Regions from separate parts of the Sus scrofa genome. Here region 1 is linked to region 2. Evidence: chromatin contacts called from public Hi-C data. All regions are on one chromosome and are shown on one strand. The core of a region is the stretch at or near the end of the contact, and the rest is flanking DNA. Distances in the headings are between cores, read along the strand shown. Region 1 has its middle 15 kb from the start of FAM46A. Region 2 has its middle 51 kb from the start of RPL18.

Region 1 (4,132 bases), core at 458-2,957, 200 kb after region 2:
TTATCCTCCAACAGAAGAGGCTTAGAAGGGCCACTGAACCTTGGCTGAACAAGATTTCATAGAGATTAGGGCACACAAAAAGTTAAATGACAAGTTAGGAGACAAGGGCTTAAAAAAAAATGGGGGGGCATCTCACCATCATGCCTTGGGCCAGCCCTGCTTTCTACTGTTTTTCCCCAACTCTCGTAAAATGCTGATTACTGCTTCTCCTAATTGCACAGGGCAGGGTAAAATACACTCTACATTACTTCAGATATTAAAAAGAAAAATAACCCCTTGGTGATGAAAGGATGTCCATCTAGCATAAGGAACATAATTGGGATTAAAAGCCAAATGACACCTGAATTTTGACAAAAATCAATTCTCGGGGGAGAAAGGGTTTTCAAAACAACTAGAACCAGACAGTTAAACATTAACTTTCAATGGTTTAGAGTGTTTAGGTTTTGCAATGGTGCGGTTTGGAAGCTCTCCAGCAGAAAAACTATTTTCTTTTAAGAGGAGAGCTCTCTGTAATATTTTCTTTGCTGAAATAATGTGATCCTTAGTGACGTCTTATATGACCCAAACTTTAAATGGACTCATTATTTTAGCTGACCTCATTCTTCCTAGGTTTTTACAGGTCAGCAATGAACTATCAACAGCTTCCTGATAATTAATCCTACTTACCCAAAGAACTGTTAGCCTTCTGGTCTTATCTATCTTAAGAGGAAGCTGTTATGTGCACCAGACTTCCTCAGTGAATAATACAAACCAAACTGAAATTTTGCAGAAAGCTCCAAGACTGTGAAGTTTGAGAATGAAAAAACAGATCAAAAATAATGCTGCTGCCTTCTTCAACTCCTTACTTGCTGAAATTCTGTGGTTTGTCTGGCACAGGAATGGCTTTACAGTACAGTCAGCAGCACAGCTTGTTGGGTCAAGAGAGAATTTCTGGGTGGCTTTATCAAAATGTATGGACATTCGGCACATGCAGTTAGTTGCCTGGGTGGTCCAGTTGAGCAGCTGGAGGAAGGCATCTCAAGTAGCAACTAGTAAAGTTCCCAGTGGAAGTTAATTTCCTACCATTAGAGACTCATTCCTTTGACTAGGAAATCTTTAAGAGTCTGTTATTAAAATAGCACTTCAGTTTTTGGTTGTCACCTATCCTACAGCAAGACAAGTGTCTGATAGGAGGAGAGGAGAGAGGCATGTTTTTACAACAGATGCAGAGGATCCCAGTTGATGAAGGAGAAGGGTGAGGAAATAATAAGCTGGTTTCTTTAAAGGGCAGAGGGAGCAGGGAGTTAATGCTGGTTTCATCTAGCAATTTGTAAATGGGTTGTTTGAACATATAGGTCTTAACATGTTCCTAGATAGTGGGTGTGTACATATGTGTATGTAAAATGAAAAGGCTTACTATTAGTTTCAGCCTCTTGTCAGCATAGTATAAAGTTCCTCAGGCAAGGGCATGACTTATAATTAAAGGATTTCTGCATTTGCAAGTTGCCCATGGCATGTACCCTTTCTTTCCAAGGCAAGCTTCTGAATTTCACTGATGATTTACTATAAATCTATTTCTCATCAGGTCCGAGACTATCCCACATAGCAGATTTAATCCAAGATGCTCAAGTAGATATGGAGAGAGGGACCCATTCAGATGACCTTCTCAATGAGGCAAAATGAAACATAAACATGGCATGTGACCCAGGGCACAAGACATTTTTATTACTCACTGTGGTGATGATGCAAGTTTTTGAACAGTTATGGTGCTGACTTTGTATACTAAACCAAGCAGAGATCAGACTGCATTGCTGAAGAAGTTCGGCAAACCTAGAAGACCTCAAAAGACACTCTCTCTTTCGGAAGAAATAAAGACTGAATAGAGAGTTGATTATTTCCTTCCTTTCATGCAACTTTGTTGTAAATATTCTGAACTTCTTTATAAACTCTGCTAGAGATCTGTCAATGACCCAAAAGAGTAACGCCCAGCTGAAAGGTGAGAGAAAGACCCGCCCTACTGGTGACCAGCAGCTTATGTTCCAATTCTTTTTAAATGTACCCTTAAAAAAAAATGGCTGGTTATCTGTCATTTTCCTATATCAATGGTACAATGTGATTATATTATTACTCTGTATAAGTTATTATAAATAATTTTTTTTAAAGAATGGGCAGGGTATAAATATAGGAAGGCCATACTTAAAATGAAATTAAATGTATCACAGAACTCTGTCTCCTCCTCTCTCTCTCGGCCATGCCTAAGGCATGTGGAAGTTCCCAGGCCGGGAGCCATGGCAGTGAGAATGCTGAAACTTTTTTTTTTTTTTTTTTGGTCTTCTTTTTTTTCTTTAGGGCCCACCCAGGCATATGGAAGTTCCCAGGCTAGGGTCTAATCAGAGCTACAGCTTCCAGTCTATACCACAGCCACAGCAACAAGGGATCCGAGCCATGTCTGCGACCTACACCACAGCTCATGGCAATGCCAGATCCTTAACCTACTGAGTAGGGCCAGGGATCAAATCTGCATCCTCATGGATACTAGTCTGGTTCGTTTCCACTGGGCCACAATGGGAACTCCAGAATGCTGAATCTTTAACCAGTAGCCTACCAGGAACCTCCTATATCCTCTCTCTCCATGCCCTTTCTAAGGTGATCTCTCCCATCTCCATGTATTTGAAGACATCTTTATGGTGATGAATCTGCCTTTCTTTCTGCCTCCACTGTTGCCATCTTGGTATTGGCCAGTGGCATCTTTGATCACTAGGAAGAGAGATAAATCCACTTCGTGATGAAATTCACTACTTGCCTATTTATATGTATATGCATAAGGAACAGAAAGAAAAATATCCTCAAGTAATACGATGATTTTCTACTGCACATCATTCTGCTGCACTGACTGATGTTGCTTGTCAAGAACACCAAAACGACTGTGTGACCCACAGTTTGTAAAACAGCAGTTGAAGCTGGAATTACTGCTTGCCCAGAAATCTGCAGCAGTCTATTAACTAGTTTCCCTTTTTCTCTGTTTCTGTTTTCCATAGAGCAGCAATGGAGGATCTCAAAAGATAAATCAGAACATGGTGGTCCCCAGCTCAGAGCCTTCAGGGGCATCTTGCATTCATAATAAAGTCCAAACTCTTCATTATGGCCTACATGAGTAAACCTTTGACTTTCTCTCCCACCCTATCTCACAACCTCTCTCCTTCCTCAGCATACCCTACCCACCCCCACCAAGAACCCATGTCCAGACTTACAGGACACCAGTTCATGGTGCCTCGGTACACAACTGCTCTGTCTCCCAGGAACATTCTTTCCCCGGCTTCTCAAGGGTAGCTGTTGCTTATACTTTAGTTCGTGGTTTAATTATTTTCTCCAATAGAGGCCTTCTTTGACCACCCTAGTTATAGTAAATCATCCCTTCTTATTACCCACTTCAGTCTATTGTTTGAACACTGACCAAATTGGAAAAACAAGGAAAAAAATATGGCAGCTAGAAAACTTTGTCTGAGTAACACGTAAGATGAGGTGTCAGGAGGAGGACCCGAAGTCAGAAATTGCACAGTATGGGGGGCTGGCTCAGGTTCCTCTCAGGATCAAGAACTTGGAATTTGGAAATGTGACTTTATGCGAGGCATCTGGTCTGGAATTGATGCCTTTTCATTTTAATTTGGCATTGAATCACATTTAATTTTGAAAATGCTGCATGTCTCTACTGTTCAAGAAGAATGAAGGAAAGGAAGGCTGTAGTTACACGTAGGCCAACAATTGAAAGAGAGGCTCTCAGGTCCCCAAGTTAGTGGTGACAGAGGTAATCAAAGGGACAGACCCTAAAGAAAGACAGTGCTCAGGTAAAGGGGTCAGAGGCTGCTGGTAGGGTTAGCTCCTGTTCTTTCTAAGATCTCTTCTTGGCTCAGAACTTACTTGGAGGGTTTTATGTGGTGTTTTAGTAAGGAAGATGTTTCCAGCCCTGAGCCATCTCTCCTCTAGCTTTGGAAATCCTTCCTGTTTCAGAGATCACAGATAACTTGCCAGCTTAGTACATGGGCACTTGTGTTGAAAAGGCACCAAAGAGGTAAACTTCTCTGTCCTAGGGACTAAAAGCCCCTCTTTCTATCCCAGCAGTTCCATATCTACAAGCAGATTTTGTACATGGTGT
Region 2 (3,949 bases), core at 391-2,890:
GGGGGAAAATTTTTGTATTTATAATGTAGGATCCTGTCAGTTGAAGGCAGCTGTGAATTCTAGCCAGCTTGCCTCTTCTTAGAAGGGTGTTGCTTCTGGGTATCAGAAGTGTAAATCTGGGAACTCTTGAACCATAATCTTCCAGCTGATTTCTAAGGTTACTAGAATTCCAAACACAGACAGTATTATAAACCCGAATTAACACCTTGAATTGTTCCTGGAAGCCAAATGGAAGTCTGCAGCCCTTTTGGAGCCCAGCCCCTGTTACCCAGTGCCCAGCTTCCTGCACAGCTGCAGCCCCAGCATCATTACCACATTGTCACCTGTTCAAGTTTCCCTCTGGTAGCCTAGTGTGGCTGTTGAGAGGAGCCACAAGTAGGGCACCAAGCTGTCATCCAGCTGAGAGATTTCGCAGTAAGACGTCACAGTGGCCATGAGAAGCCATTTGATTTCTCGGAAGCCAGACCAGGCAGCCACTTAGGTCTCCACCTAAGTCTGGTCTCCCTGGAAAGGGTAAAACTCACCATCCAATGGCACACTTAAGTTCTCACTAGATCAAGCTTCACCGGAGTCAGCCTGACTGGCTCTGATAAGTCCACGGATTGGACTTGAGGGTAAAGGTCAGAAGCCTGCAGGGCAAAAGCCAGCGGTGGGGAGGGGGGGAGGAAGGGGGGGGAGTTATTTTGGAACTCCAGGGCATGTCATGTTGACACCTTTCAAGGGAAGGGAAATGACCATTAACAGAATGACAGGTGGATAAATTAAAGAGTCTTGGGCAAAAGTATTTTGAAGAATTAGTAGCTTTTCCCCTGATTAATTAGGTTGGCTAGGTTAACTAGGTCCCTGGTTAACTAGGAATTGTGTGTGTGTGTGTGTGTTGTGTAAACACAAGAATCCATGTAGCAAAAATGGGTTAATGGCACAGCACATCTATCTTTCTCTTTCATGAGGACATAGGAGGGGAGCAAAAATGAAAGCAATTTCAAGGAAACCAGCTTGGCAGGGCCATATAATATTTCAGAGTTAACACAATATCCTGCTTTAAGTTTAGTCTGCAGTGTCTTGGGCAACTTTCAAAATCAGCGAGTGATATAAAATAAATATTTAGCTGCACTGTCTTGGCTATCAGCTTCAAATTATGTGATAGGACCAAAAAACCTTAGTCATCCTTGATGGGTTTCCCAGTTTTATCCTGAATTCCAAATTTAAAGAAATCATCATTATTGCCTAAGTTTTGTGGGGTTGCTGCCAAGTGCAATCAGTGCATTCATTAGCTGAATTGCAAATACGCAGGATTATCCATGGTCCTAAGATTCAACAAGTAAAAGGAGATAAGGGACTTACAGTAAAGCCTTTGTCATTTTCCTTTGAAATGAAAGAGAAAAAAACCCCAAAAAAACAAACACCCCCCCCAATCCTTTGGAACTTAAACTTCTGGGCAGTATTCAGTCTTTTCTCGAATTCCTCCATTAGGGAAACCCCATCACATGGCACATTCTGCATATTGTTATAGCTTTTCTCAGGCATTTTCATTTGCCCTTAGCCTCAGAGAGCTTTACTCAGAAAATCAGGTCTTTGGGGAGGAAGTGGGATAGTTATGAAGCAAGTCATGTTCACAGGATTGCAGAGATACACTTCTTCCATGGCCAAACCCATACAAGATGGAGTCATTTGCATGCTTCCCAAGACATGCATTTTCCATGGTCCTTACCACTGACTCACTGAGTTTCGTCATAAACATTCTTTGAATCTCAATGTCCCCACCTGTAAAACAGGGATAAAATTTATGGGTCACATGGATGTAGGTTGAGATGAAACTGTTTTTAAAGGACTTTGCTCTTGTTAGTGAGTAAAACCCACATACTCCTTCCTGCTCTTTGTTTTGCTAGTACAGTGTTTTATTAAAAAGGAAGGTGGACAAGTACCTATCTCTGGAATGTTTTCAGAGCTTCTCTGGTCTTAACATGTATAGTATACATTTTATTTAAGTGGAGAAAAACAGGAGTCTTTTTGTTTTTAACATGTGTCATAAAATTTTTCTCTTTGTGTGTTGCAATGGGTCCTCTTTACTCTTGTGATTCTGCCATTTTCTGATGAATAATTGCTATTTTAGTCATCCCCATGTTAAAACTACATCATTTAAATGGAAACTTCCACTTTGGCAGTCTGGCATTCATACTCCTCTTTACTCCGATTATTTTCTTCCTCTATTGCTTTCCTTTCTCTCTTTCAATATCCTTTATAATTGATTTAAGGTGACCTCAACTGTTGTTTGTATCTTTCCCCACCAGAATAAAATCTCCGAGTTCACAGATTCCTATTTTGTTCAGTGATACACTCCCAATGTCTAGAACATCTCCAACACAGAGTACTAGGTAATTGATTCCACTGGGTGAGTGAAGTTTCTGTTTGGATCCCAGCTTCCATTTCATCTCCACAGTTTAGAGTGAAAATCTGACTCAGGCTTTTGAACTAATCTGGCCCTAAATCCATCCACCAATTCACATTTCCTTCCTTACATCCATCTGCTATCAGCTTCCACTCTGTTTAGGCTTTTCTCTTCCCGTCACCACCTGAAACTTCGTTTTGGCACTTTTTCCAGCCCTTAGTTGTGATTCTCTGATTTAAGGCACTCACGATGTGGTGAATCCTTAACATGAAGAAGAACGATGGCTGTACAACAGTAAGTGCAAAATGGCTGCCCACGTTTCACATACATGTGGATGTTGGGACTGATGGTTCCTGGGAGAGTATGTTACAAAAGGCCCTTCTGACACCTGACCATCTTTCATCAAGAACAGTATGAACACTGATTGATGTTATGTGGCCTTTTCAACTTTCAATTCATTTCAGATGTGGCTGAAAGTAACATGTCATCTAGAGTTCGACAGCCTGCTGTTTGATTCATTCACTGACCTCCTGAACAAACAGATGGTGAGGAGGGGAAGAGACAAGAGAAAAAAAGAAGGAAAGAAAGAAATGAGAGAGGAAATAATTTTGGCACTAGAATGTCTGTGATGCGAGTATCTCTTAAAAATTACAAATGAACATTTTGGTTCCGCATGTGAAAATTCAAACTAATAACACCATAAACTTGACATAGGTTCTGTGGTTTAACTAAAGCATCTGGAGTTCTGTTCATTGGTTTGTTGTTGCTGTCATTTAAATGAAGATGACTTTTATAAATGAAAGAGATTAGACCATGAATAATACAATGAAGCTGATGATTCCTGAGTTGAAAATATTGAAAATTTGGGATAAAAAAAGTATCACGTCATGAATGATTCTTTTCTTTGTCACTATAAGAGTCAGGCTGTAAAATTTATTGCATTTTGTATAGAGAGCCAAAAATAGTATGTGTGGGTTTTTAAGACATTTCTTTGTGATTCATTCAGCAAACATGACTGAGTGTCTTCCAACTGCAAGGCTCTGGCCTGGTGCAGCAGCAGAAACAGCAGGAAAGGTGACAGAAGTGATGAGGGCTACTATTTCTATGAGCATATCATGTGACTGTTTCTTTCAGAAGTTACCTTTAAGCCTTACAAAATTCTCCAACACTGGTATCATAATGTTCACTTTCCAAGTACAAAAACAGAAGATCAGAAAAGTTAAGTAATATGCCAAAGTCACATAGCCTGTCTGTGGCAGAACCAATATAAACTGGTGTTTTGATGGCACCACACCTATTCTATTTTTGACTAAACCACCTTCAAGGCATTCACAACCTAGAAGAAACAATCTCTCTCATTCACTCAGCTCCTCTCTCTCTCTTTCACTCAAACATATAGACTTACATACACTTATAGGCTATATGTGTGTGTAAATATATACTCCCATTTGAGTACCTAGATTCTCAGGTCTCCCTTTGATGCCTGGACTTTTGCCAGCACATCACACTGTAGTCTATATATTTCATGACATGCATGTGCTGACAACTGTTCAAATACTC

What was found. Hi-C and Micro-C count contacts between places; a contact is called where the count stands out from the background.
Region 1: a Hi-C map of embryonic fibroblasts shows a contact between it and region 2, with 1.8 times the contacts expected there. The contact joins two enhancer-like sites. A contact is called at or near these places in 6 of 47 Hi-C or Micro-C datasets (alveolar macrophages, embryonic fibroblasts, fibroblasts and 1 more).

What each region holds. Positions count from the first base shown.
Region 1 is chr1:84,528,379-84,532,510 of Sscrofa11.1, forward strand. No RefSeq gene overlaps it. Among named protein-coding and RNA genes, the nearest start is that of FAM46A, 15 kb to the right of the region's middle. Within about 2 kb of position 1,708, at least 11 of the 83 cell types and tissues checked have an H3K27ac peak or open chromatin away from gene starts, as enhancers often do. A contact at or near this core is called in embryonic fibroblasts, where this site is marked.
Region 2 is chr1:84,325,816-84,329,764 of Sscrofa11.1, forward strand. No RefSeq gene overlaps it. Among named protein-coding and RNA genes, the nearest start is that of RPL18, 51 kb to the right of the region's middle. Within about 2 kb of position 1,641, at least 6 of the 83 cell types and tissues checked have an H3K27ac peak or open chromatin away from gene starts, as enhancers often do. A contact at or near this core is called in embryonic fibroblasts, where this site is marked.